Linked DNA regions of Bos taurus: region 2 is linked to region 1. Evidence: chromatin contacts called from public Hi-C data. All regions are on one chromosome and are shown on one strand. The core of a region is the stretch at or near the end of the contact, and the rest is flanking DNA. Distances in the headings are between cores, read along the strand shown.

What was found. A called contact is a pair of places that touch in the nucleus more often than the background predicts.
Region 2: a Hi-C map of skeletal muscle shows a contact between it and region 1, with 4 times the contacts expected there. The contact joins the promoter of REPS1 here to the promoter of ECT2L in region 1. A contact is called at or near these places in 3 of 11 Hi-C or Micro-C datasets (liver, skeletal muscle and skin fibroblasts).

The regions. Positions count from the first base shown.
Region 1 is chr9:76,574,020-76,580,264 of ARS-UCD2.0, reverse strand. It overlaps ECT2L (epithelial cell transforming 2 like), which reads right to left and starts at 4,831. Exons shown (of 20, transcript NM_001191539.1): 1 at 4,766-4,831; 2 at 3,501-3,613. The coding sequence starts at 4,831.
Region 2 is chr9:76,723,846-76,730,352 of ARS-UCD2.0, reverse strand. It overlaps REPS1 (RALBP1 associated Eps domain containing 1), which reads left to right and starts at 1,370. Exons shown (of 20, transcript NM_001354364.1): 1 at 1,370-1,713. The coding sequence starts at 1,561.

The DNA of each region.
Region 1 (6,245 bases), core at 3,582-6,081:
TTGAACAGCTCCAACCCCAGAATGAAAGGTCTTTGTAGGAGGTATTACCTTTGGCTGAACAGAAGCAATTTGAAACCGGTCCTACCAGTGTGACTAGGGACAGATTCAAAAGTCTCATAGGTTTCTCCAAGCATGACAGACACAAACAGCCAAGTTTCCTTCAAGGAGTCACAGGAAAGGTCAGCCTAGGCAAGAGGCAGGGGGACACCACCACTGGGAATCATCAGACATGTGGCCAGATAAGCATAATGTATGGGAAGTTGGGGAAAATGCCATGATAGAGGTTTGTAAAAATTATGGAGGTGAAAGTTGAGCACAAAGAGGACATCTCTTCCCAGCAGAGATGACATTTAAGTTGAGATGAGAGGGAAAACGTGACAGAGGGAAGGTTTAAGAAGGTGAACCTTTGAAAAATGTCTTTAATATTATAAGAAAAATTCTAAACTCTTAACAACATGGAATATTTATTAGGACAGAAAAATATTAGATATGTGACTACATCTCATAGAGATTAAGGATAAACTTTTAATAAAAACTGTGACAACATATTTCTGGCCAATACTGCAATAGCCTATTTAAGTTTTATAACTGCCTGAATTAAAACAAAGTTATTCAGAAATTATAAAACAAAGCATCTCAAACTTTGGCTTCTCTGTCTTGAAAACAAGGTATTACACAAAAATAACTGAGCTTACATACAAAGTATTCAGGCATTCAAATAACACTAAATTCTCTCATTTAGTCACAAGCTTATTCATAGTTACGAGAGAATAGAGACTAGAGGAGTAAACAAAATTCAGAAGAAGCAATAGTTAAAAGTTGATTCCAGTGTTACCATTTGACTCAGCAATTCCATTTCTAGCTATACACCTAAAAGAAATAAGCATCCATAGAGAAGAACTTATAAAGTGATATTTACAGCAGCATTGTTTACAGCAGTCAAAATGTGGAAACAACCCAAATTCCATCAACTGGTGAATAAATAAAATATGGCATATCCATATTATGGAGTATTATTTCATGATAAAAATGAAAGTACTGATAAATGCTATAAAATAGGTAAACCTTGAGAACATTATAATTTATGAAAGTAGGCAGTCATAAAAGGCCACATATTGTATGAATCCATTCATATGAAAAGTTTAGAATAGGCAAATTTATAGAGAAAGAAAAGAAATTAGTGGTTGCATATGGAATTGGAGGAATTGGAATTGGCTGGAATTGGAGGGGGTTTAGAATGGACAGTGATTCCTAATAGAAAGGGGGTTTCTTTTGTGGTTGATGGATATGTTCTAAACTTAGATTGTGCTGATGGTTGCCCAACTCGGGGAATGTATGAAATCCACTGAATTGTGCCCTTCTAATGGATGAGTTTTATGTATGTGGATTACATTTCAATAATGATGCTTTAAAATTTATTGCATTAACTTTAGGCTAAAAATGAAAATGAGTTGGGCTTTTAGATTTACTTAAAATCAAGCATAGCTCAAATTAGATTAGACCATCCGCACATGGTATCTGCAGCTGTCTGGAAGAGAGAAGAAATGACTGACCAAAAAAGATGGGAGGAAGTAGTGTAAGAGAGACTTCATCCAGACTGTGGGGAATGAACTGACTGATGCTCACCAACAAAAACCACCACTGCAAATTAAAGATTCTGGTTTCAAGATGCCAAACCCAGAGACTAGAAATTGATATACAACTTCCCCTGAAGTCACTAGCCCAGAGCATGTAATAACAGCTTCACGGGACTATGAAATACACACAGCTCTGCAGAAACTGCTGTCCAACAAAGCAGAGAAATTTCAATGAACCTGTTAGTTCTATATCCCTGTCCTAGAGAAAGAAGAATTCAGGTACCAGACAATGGATGAAGTTTCCAGAGAAAAAATGTCAAGCCTAATGTTAATGAGCCTCAAAATATACTACAAGATCACTAATGACCTCCAGTGGTTACAACTAAAATTGCTCACTTTGTGATGCATGAGGCTAGAACACGATGGCTCACAAAGCAATTATGGATATAAGGGTTTGGTCTATTATTTTCTTATCTTGAAAGCTGCAAAGCTGGAGCCAAAGGAAACCTAGCCAATGACTACCATAAGAATGTCCCTTACCCATGATTTTTAAGCATTGACTGAAGATCCTCTTTATTGTGACCTGTCTTTGCAGCCTCTTTCAACACAGTCTGTTAATGGGAGAAGATGGCTGTCTCCCTCCAGTGACTCTTTCAGGGATAATCCATTTCGGGCCCAGGATGCACAGAAAGCTGACAGTGGAGAAGGTGAGTTAATAGGCAGAAGAGAAGAAATGCTTGATTGAAAGAAATGGGGCAGGCAGAAGGGTTAGAAAGAGTGAGAAGCAGATGCTATAAACTAAAATTAGCCAGCTTGGTCTTGCACAACTCTTAGGTACTTTCTGGTAACTACCTAAGAATTTCAAAGGTTTGCCTGTCCTCCCAACCTCACCACTTCATGTAGCCGCCTCTGTGGGCTTGATGAAATCCCAGCTCTCTGACCCTTGGGTGAAAGGTTCACTCAACTGAGAAATAACAGTGTTCCAGAAACAGGATTCTATCACTACCCTTGTTGCCCTAAGGCTTTCAGAGATTCCACAGGCAGACAAGGCCATATTTTGGGAGATGAATCCATCCTTATAAGCCTGGTTGGATTCTTCAACCAGGTCCAGGCGTGCCAGAGGGCGCTCTAGAATATCTTGGTCAGTTCACATACCTGAATACCTTTAATTTCACCAAAGACAGGCCATTTCTAGCATTCATCTGGCAAGCTATGCCACAAGTTGCTCTGAGAAAAACTAATGTCTGATATTTGATATGCTACTTAGCAATGTATCTGGTAATAACTAAGGCATTTTAACCTTTTCAATATAGTGGCTAGCTAACCAACCCAAGAGTACTAACTCTTGATTAGAACACTAGCTGCCCCTGGGTGTAATTGCAGTGAACACTTTCACATATCACACCAGCCGTGCTGGAGTATTTTAAAATAAATTACAGATATAATAGGATGTAAGGGAAACAATTAAAAACCAAGACTTTTCAGTCATCGGTAATCACTGCTGTACAAGTCCTGCCTATATTTCTAAATGTGGCTGCCACTGTCACTTCTCAGGTATTTTTTAGATCCATCTACTCATGTAACAAATATTTTGGAGCACCTACTTGAAATACCTTATCTGATAGTTTCAAGGAGAACTTAATATAATAAGAGATTGTTAAAGATTCACTGGCTGAAGCTATTCATAAGTTTTTGCAAAAGTTTTTTGCAAAAACCAAATATCCCACTATGGTATGAAGGTGTTCAAGTTCCCTAAGTATCCATTTCATCCTCAAAGAGGAAGCAGCACTAGAAAAGATTGTTTATAAACCTTAAAATATCAATTGTGTTGTTTTTCTTTAGGGAAAAGAGAAACTCTTTAAGGTTATATGATCATTGTATAATATTTTCTTTAAGATAATTACATCACTAGGCTACATTTACCTTAGTTGTGATTTAGTGCATCGTAAAAAAATCGTGAATAAGAATTCTTGACGTTGCTTGTTAGTCCAGAGATCAAACCAGTGACTTATAAGAGCAACTCTTTCCTGAAAGAGCTACAAGTTGGGGGAGAAATGACATTTCAACATATTCTAAGTTGCTAAGCAAGACATAAGCAACCTAACAATCTCACAGCTAATATTTGCTTTGCACGTTACAGTTCATAAAGCACTTTCACATTAGTAAGGGTCTTTCCCTTCAGCTTAAACTGCTTTTTATCCAGGGATGCAGGCAAGCCCAGGCTTGCTGGGTAGGCAGGTGGGAAAGGCTGGAGGGGACGTAATTACAGAGGTGCCCAAGGAGGGCACAAAGAAGTAATGAATCCTCACTCTTGTCTCTACCTAAACTAGTGTGGTCCGGAGAAACAGATCGCAAACATTTCATCTTGAAAATACATACCAGTTACTTGCTTAATTGTGAAAACAGGGCCATGTGGAGTAGGTGTGATTTTACTAAGCCAGAGTCCTACATTTTTATAACACCCACCAAAATGAAAGTTAATAAATATTACTGAATAGCCTTTGTTAGGAGTGTCTCCACAAAAGACACACCAGGACCAGTGTGCCCCCAAACCAGGACCTCAGTCCAGGTTGGCTTAGATGACATATATAAACTCATTGGTATTATTACTAGTCAGGCTTTGGTCCCAGCCCGTCTGGTCTCTTTCTTTTGTGAACGAGCATGGGCCACGTTTGAGCTCTGAGTACCCAGGCAGCCTCCTTCTCTGTGGAGGTCTGGCAGAGCTGCCTGGGCCATTCAGTGACTACCTCTCAAATTACCTTTCAAAGGACGGGGAATCCTCAGGCCCCAGGGAACTGTGCAGTAGGCACAAGAGGGAAGAGAAAATTAAAGAAACACACACACTAATGCTCTCACCACCAAACACACACCAAATGCAAACACACACCAAAACACCACCCTTACAGCAATCAGGGTGTGTCCTGGAGGTTTCTATTTTGTTTCCTGAGGTATAAACAAGACAAAAGTGGGGGCAGGTCTTGTGCCTTCCATAAAACTGGAGTTGTGAACTGGGCTAAAGAGAGATTATCTTTGGGGCAGACAAATGTATGTTCATTTCTGTTTCAAGTGACTCAAAAACTAAGTTCTTACAAGCATTTAATTTAAATATGGTAACAGGAGACCCAATATATCACAGTAAAAGTCACCCTAGAATTTAATCTTATCTTATTCTAGAATATGCGACTCACCTGTCGATTTAATGACTTGTTGCTGAAAGGTGTCCAGGCACTGAATCTTGTGTGGAAGCTCTCCATTTCCAGGCTTTCGCTGGGAGAATTCCCAGCTGACATCTCAGCAAATTATTTTTGTCCAGTCCTAGAAAATATACATTGATTTCAATAAATGTTTAATTAAGATCACCTAGATCCAGTATATCAATGCTGTCCTTATAGGAATAATAGAATTACAGCAATTCATCCATATATATTTTTATATAAATATAATTAGAACTATATATATATATGTCCATACAAATATGCACAGGGAGTTCATGAACTCTAAATCATTAAAATTATTCTCTCCTCAACTACTTGGACTGAAATATGAATCCAAACCAGAGTTGTTTTTTACTTTGCTGGGAAACTGACTCAAAAAGTGGAATGATTCTTTACTAGCCATGAATACTAACTTTTTTTTCCCCTGCAATCTGAAAAGCTCAAAGAGGATGCATCCCACGAGTCCCCTACCCCTACCCAGCTTTTAAAGGCATAAGTCAGAGGATAAGGAGAGAAAAAATAGATTAATATATTAATGATCTATTGCTGCATGGAAAATTATCCTAAAATTTAACAGCTCAAAACAACTGTTATTATTATCTCAAAGTTCCTGGGGGTCAGAAATCCACACACAACCTAGTTGGGTATAGTATTGTTAAGGTATTAGATCTGCCATTACAAAATACCACAGATTGGGGTGGAAATGGGGCATGAATAATAGAAGTTTATTTTCTCACAGTTCTGGAGGCTGAAAGTCTAAGATCTACATGCTGTTTCTGGTGAGGCCTCTCTTCCTGTCTTGCAGCAGCAGCCTTTCTGCTGTGTTCACACAAGGCCTTCATTTTGAGCACATGTGGGTTTGGGGTGATGGTGGGGGTGCACTCTGGTATCTCTTCCTCTTCTTATAAGGACATCAGTCCAATTGGATTAAGGACTCCAACCTTATAAACTCTTTTAAGTTTTATTACCTCTTTATAGGCTCCATCTCCAAATATAGTCATAATGGGGGTTGGGGCTTTGGCATGTCAGTTTTGCGCGGACATAATTCAGTCCATAAGGGGTCCCTCTGCTTCACAGTCTCCCATAGGCTGCAATCAAGGTGTTGGCGAGGACTCCAGTCTTATTTGAAGGGTTTTTTAAACTTATTTGCCTGTGCCAGGTCTTCACGGTAGCACATGGAATCTTTGATGCGGCATGGGGGATCTAGTTCCCTGACCAGGGATCAAACCCAGGCCCCCTGCATTAGGAGCATGGAGTAGCCACTGGACCACCACGGAAGTCCCTCATGTGAAGGATTTGTAGCTCATTCCTGTGGTTGAAGCCAGGTTTCAGTTGCTCATGAGCTGTTGGGTGGAGGAATCCCTTGTTTTCCTTGCCACATGGGCTTCTCCATAGGGCAATTCATATGGCAGTTGGCTTCCATCAGAGTAAGCAAATGAAAAAGCAAGAGAGG
Region 2 (6,507 bases), core at 121-2,620, 150 kb before region 1:
CAGACAAAGTGTTAAAAAAAAAAAACAAAAAACAAACCCTTGGGGTTTTCAGTGCCTTTGAATTTTGAAATTCCAGATAGAGGACTGTAAACCTGTAATAACTTTCCTTTCATGGGTCATCTGTAAGGTCAGCACTCAGCGGAGTAACCCGTAGCAGACGAAATAAAAACCCATACTGAAAAGTCTAGTTCTACCCTAGCTGCTGTTTTTGAACTATTTCCTATTTGTTAAGGATAAACTATTATGATATTCTATTTGAGACATCTCAAGAAGTATCTCCCAGATAGGTGTAGAATACAACAGTGCAAACACATCATCTTCCATAAAGGAGGAAATTAGGGGTCGCCAGAGCGAGACCCTGTGGTCGGCCCAGAGTCTAAACAGGTTTATAGAGCTGATGGTATATATTTATGGCACTAAGCTCCTGGTGACCAGAACCACCTTGTATAACGAGATGAAGTTTGCTAGCTGTTCCCTCTATTCAGCAATTTTGTTTCTCAGGTAAACACGGTTTGGAGCCAGAGTGGGAGCTGGGTCTCAGTGGCTAGTGTCTATACGATGAGAGTTCTCAGATGGGTTGGTTACATGTTCATAGCCCTTCAGAGCACATAGAAATACTGAATTGATCCTCAGTAACATCTGACCTCAAAGCAGCACAACGCATACAGTAGTAAGAACCTGAACAATGTTCCCCTTTCACTCAATGTTTATTAACCATTCGGTGCCAGAAGCTTTGAGATAATCCAAACTGCAGCCCGTATCTAAGTTCTCCTGGTATGAATGAGCTGCGTGCTTTCCCCACTGGTCGCTGCTTCCAGGGGTCCCAGCCTTGCCTGCCCAACGCGAAGGGCGGCTCGACCCTCTGCCGCGGAGCTCCGGCCACCAGGGGGCGCTGCGGCCCCCCTCTCCCGGGAGCGGCCGAGCCAGCCCGGTGGGTGTTTCTCTCTCCCTCTCGCGCTCTCTCCTCCCGGCCTCACATCCGGGTCTGGAGCGCGGCCGCCGCTGTCAGTGTTGCTGCGGTCGCGTCGGGGGCCGGGCCGGGGCGCAGTAAATGGCGGCGGAGGGAGGCGGAGCGGCGGCCGCGCTCAGCCCTGAACCCCCGAAACTTTAGACTAGAAGCCCCGCAACTTTTCCGCGAAGTGCTGCCGCTGTGGGGGCGTGGACGGAAGGGGAAGGCAAGGCGGGAAGTCTTGGGGGAAGCGGCGGGGAGCCGGAGAGACTCGAACCCGCGGCGGAGGCGGTGGCGGAGTCCGCCCCAGCCTCGCACCGCCGCGGCCCCCGCCTCCTTCCCCGTGTTCTTCCCGCGGCCGCCGAGGCGGAGCCGGAGCCGCGCGCTGCGCGGGGCCTCGTCGGCGGCGGCGCGCCGAGCCCAACCGGGCTCCCTCCCCGCGACCTCCGGGCCCTGTAGCTCCGACGCCCCCCAGGGCTCCCCGCCGCTTCGGGGAGGAGGGTGAGGAGGAGAAGGAGGCCGGGCGGCGCGCAGTACCCACCGTCCTGGGGTCGCGGGGCCGAGCCCCCGGTGTTGCATGCGGGGCGGGGTGGCCGTGAGCGGAGGCGAAGATGGAAGGTTTAACGCTGAGCGATGCGGAGCAGAAATACTACTCGGATCTCTTCTCCTACTGCGACATCGAGAGCACCAAGAAGGTGTCGGCCAACGGGCGAGTGCTGGAGCTGTTTCGGGCCGCGCAGCTGCCCAACGACGTGGTCCTCCAGGTAACGCCGCCGCGTCTGGGGGTCGGCCGGCCGCCGAGGGGTCGCTTCCCGGCGGCTTGGGCCTCTAACCGCCTGCTTCCGCGGGGTGGGAGTGGGCGCCGTTTCCCGAAGGGCCGGCGGTGGGCAGGTTCCCCGGACTCCTCCGCTGCGGGCCGGGGCCGCAGGTGCCCGGGCGGCCGGGACTCGCGAGGGGGAGGGGGTCGCTCTTCGAGGACAAAAGTCAGGCAGGGATACTGTGGGGGTTGGGGAGGGGGTGGTGGTCTCTGTATTATCTCTGGAGAGCGTAAGCCCTGTATCTCTCGGCTGCCCCGCAGAATCTGGATTTTTCAACCCTGAAAGAGCAACTTCAGATGAAAGATCTGGGATTGTTACCATGCTTTTGAATCCTTGGTCTTGGCATCTACTTTTCTTTTTCTTAAGGAAGCTGAATTCTCAAGGAGATTAAAAAATTTGAACTTTTAAGTAATAGTTTGCAAGTAGGTATGAAAAGAACTTTAACTGTAGGATGCGTGGCTGGTGTAAACTGGATCATTTTTCCATTGGCCGTCGGTAGCATTTGGTGGAACTGGTGGATTGGGTTGGTAGATAAGTATTGAGCAACCGCAAGTCAAAGGTGCCTATTTGCCTCAGTGCCCTAGAGGACCGAGGAGAGTTAAGTTTTAAGCTTTCTCCGTCTTATCTAATGTATGTGGTGAGCATTGATGTTACTCTGGGTCTCATGAGTCATAGCTGCTAGTAAGATTTTGTCTAAACAGCGTATCAGGAACAGGTTTTAAGCTTTCCTCTCTATGATGATCCAAGCCAGTTATCCAGATCTCCAAAACTTACGGCCATGTGCGTAGGTATGATGTAGTATATTGCAGAGAGCCCTGAATCAGGAGTTTTCAGGCCTGGACCCATGACCCCCCACTCTGTTAACCCGCAGGGTGACTTTGGGCCGAGCGCTTTAAACTCTTCAAGCCTAAGTGTGCTTAGAATGAGGGTCAAGTTCCTTCTGAGGAACCTTCTGGGAAATATAAAAATGTCCACACAGGCCTCTCTTTTAGAAGTTATCTGTGCGTTAATTGTGACTAAGTTGAACCAGTTCTTTTTGCATAATCTGGTTTGTTTTATGTTGCTTTTTAAAAATTTTGGGAGGAAAATTGGGCGTCTTACACACCAGCAGCTGGGAGTCTCATATTCATTCTGCTGAAGAGACAAAGTAAATATTTTAGGCTCTGCTGGCCACATACAGTCTCTGTATGTATATTCTTTGTTTTTGTTCTTGCAGTCTTTTAAAAATGTAAAAATCATTTTTAGCTCAGGGGCATACAAAACAGGGCCTCTAACTGCTGACCCCTGCTGTGTGGGTACTGTATGTTCCCCGTATGGCTTTGGAGTTAGACTTAGAGGAATATACTCACTAATGATTTTGCTCTTTTTGTAGAAATACGTTCAAGACATTAGGAAACTAAAACTAAGGGGGAACCTCCCATTTTCTGTTTGGTTTCTCTCTTTGGGGTAGGGCAAGCTGAAATCGACTGACATTCATATTTTTAAGGGTGCATGAAGACTTTAGGACATTATATTATTTAGGATACAAATTCAGCTTAATTAACCTTTGCTTCAAACATGTTTAACCCAGTCCAACTTATTTTCATGTCATGCTCGATTTTATTTACACTCAAAAATAAATTTCTATTGCCTTTTTTAAAAGAGAACTTAAATAGCATAAATATTCAGGATTCAGTTATATTAATAAGCTGGAAACTGTAGGAACTCCCTAAAGCACAATTCTTATAGCTTTCTGGGTAGCTTGAAGGCAATCTACTTAAAAAATTGGCCTAGGAGATAAAATGTGAAACAAAAGAGGAATGTGGACTTAATTCCCTAATGGAAGCTTAGGATTGTCGGAAAACAGTCCTCCCTTGCTTCGTAAGTTGAAAACATTTGAAGCAACTCACATACAAATTAGCACTGGGCTAGGTGTTGCAGGGCCTCACAGCAGGAGTAAGAAGTTCTCAAGGACCTTGTAAGCTCCAGAAATAAACATGTAACAAAGCAGTGTGAATGTCATGAGATGGATAAAGGAGGGTATGACCAAGAAAGGCCTCTTCACTTAATTCAGATGGACCTTACAGTAGTGTGGAGGGATGAAGAGGATTTCCAGGCGGTAAAACATGGCCAGAGATGGAAAGTGTGGGAAGGACCCTTTGCAAGGACTAGCAGATAGTCAGATTTTGCCAAAGCTGTAGTATGTTTTGGAGATACTGGCACTTAGAGACCACATTGGGAAAGATTCTGAAGAACAGGCCAATTTCATATTTCAGGAGGCAGTGGAGACTCACTGATAGTTTTTGACTTCTAGTGAGATAGAGATCAGAGGCTAGGGAAAGAGGCTCGAGCAGTGGTTCAGAATAGATGCTAGATACAGAGCACCCAAACCAGGGTGACAGCAGTAGAACAGAAAAGGAGGGGCTGGATGAACAGGTCTGTGTTACTGAAGGGCGGTTGGGTAGCCACAGTGTGAGGTGTTTGTGGGAGAATGTTTGAGACTGGGTGGAGAGCTTTGAACTAATTGTGAAGGTGGCAGGGAGTTAGAGATTTAAGAGAACTGACTCATAAAAGCTGTGCTTTAGGAGGCATTTCTGGTGGCTCAGACAGTAAAGAATCTGCCTGCAATGCAGGAGATCTGGGTTCCATCCCTGGGTTGGGAAGATTCACCGGAGAAGGGAATGGCAACCTACTCCAGTATTCTTGCCTGAAGAATTCCATGGCCAGAGGTGCCTAGCGGGCCACAGTCCATGGGGTCACACAGAGTCGGACATGACTGGGCTACTAACGCACTTAGGAGGCATTTAGGAGACCAGAGCAACTGAGAGTAGAGGGAAGAAGAAACTGGGGACTGATTCTTTCACATGTAAATGAAGTGATGAGGAACAGGGCCGAGGAACTCAAATGTGAGAGTGGGGACGGCCAGGGGGAAGGGAGTTTTGCCACCCACAAGGCACTTGGAGACATATTTGGTTATCATAACTCAGAGGGAGGGAGCAGTTCTACTGGCGTCTAGTAGATAGAGGCAGGAGTGCTACTAAACAGCCTACAATACACAGGACAGCTCCGACAACAGAGTCATCTGGCTCAAAATGTCAGTAGTGCCAAGATTTAGAAGACTGATCTGGACTCTGGTGGTAACAGTTGATCAGAAAATGAGGTTGAAGATACAGTAGGGGACGATGGAGGTAGACCTGATGAGCCTGGGTTAGCTGGTGATATTTTGCTAAGAGAAGGGCAAGGTTTATTCTCTGTAGGACACCACTCACAGTTACAGAAGGGGCAGGAAGAGGGCCTGATGTATGAAGAGAAATTGATGAGTTTGTTCTCAGGTGTTTTGAGATGGCAATGCAGTAGTCCAGGAGATAGTTGGAAATGTGTGAATGTCCACTCTGAATGCTGGTTCTTCCAGTGAAATTTGAGTGTTTGGGATCTCTCCTCTCTGCCTTTCTCACCTGTATATCTTGGAGTTAGAGACCAGACAGCTTCTCACACTAGGCATGCATTTTTACACATCAGGGCTTTGATTGATATAGTAGTTTTCAGCATTTGTTAATAAAAGTCATGAGAAGACTGAGGCATCTAAGGAATGAGTATAGAGAACAAAGAACAGAGGCCCCAGAACTAAAGGAGGAAGGAACTGGCATTTATTGAGTGCCTATTGTGTTCTTTTACTGTGCAGGTCATTTTCATGCAGGAACTCATTTGATCTTTGCAAAACAATCCTGTGAAGAGAGTATTATTCTTGTTTATTAACTAGAAACTTGATAGGCAGAGAAGTGTTAAATAACTAGTGAATAGAATACCTCTCCTTTACCATTATTTCTTGCCACCTGTCAGTTCTTTCCTACTTTTCACTGTTCATGTACTTGGTTTGCCCATAGTTCTTACAAAGAGTAGAGATCTTAAATGATTTGATTTTGAGTTATATGTGGATTTCCTTGTTTGCAAAATAGTTTTATCCATAATGATGTCTGGGAATATAGTCACTTCAGAGAACTAGGAAGATTCTTGTATATGGTATTCTGAGTCACATTGCAACACTGTCCTAGACTTCCCTAGTGGTCCAGTGGGTAAGAATCTGCCTGCCAACGCAGGAGTCATGGACTTGATTCCTGAATTGGGAAGATCCCACTTGTCACGGAGCAACTAAGCCCATGCACCGTAACTACTGAGCCCATGTGCTGCAACTCCTGAAGTCCACGTACCTAGAGCCCGGGCTCTGCAACAGCAGAAGCAGTGTTCGTTACACTTGTTGGGGAATACCAGAGTAAAACCTGTTATGAATACAAGGGTTTGTTTGGGGAGACGGTATGTTACTTGACCAAGTGAACGAGCTAGAGCTTCATAGTATTATGCCCCATACCAGAGAGGAACAAGACTAGGCAGAGAAAAATCTGGCTCATAGGATTTAATCATGAGGAATTTTGCTGTCTGCTGAGCATGAAAATATTCAGTGGCTTAAAAATAATCTTCAGAATTATTTTTTAAATGTTAGGGAGGGTATGCTATTTACCACACCAATCATTATGTTTTTCTAGCTTTTATTTAAAATTTATACTTTGGAAAATGTTTTAAAACTTCATATAGACTTTGAATGCACAATAGCTTGATAAAAGGTTCTAGTAGTAATTGTTCTTTTAAAGATTATAAGCAATGTACCCATTAATGAATCTGAGAAAATGTTGTAGTTCATTTGTATTGAGCAATATCTTGGTAGAACATTTGAATAACACATTTGTTTAGTGAAGTAAAAGTGAT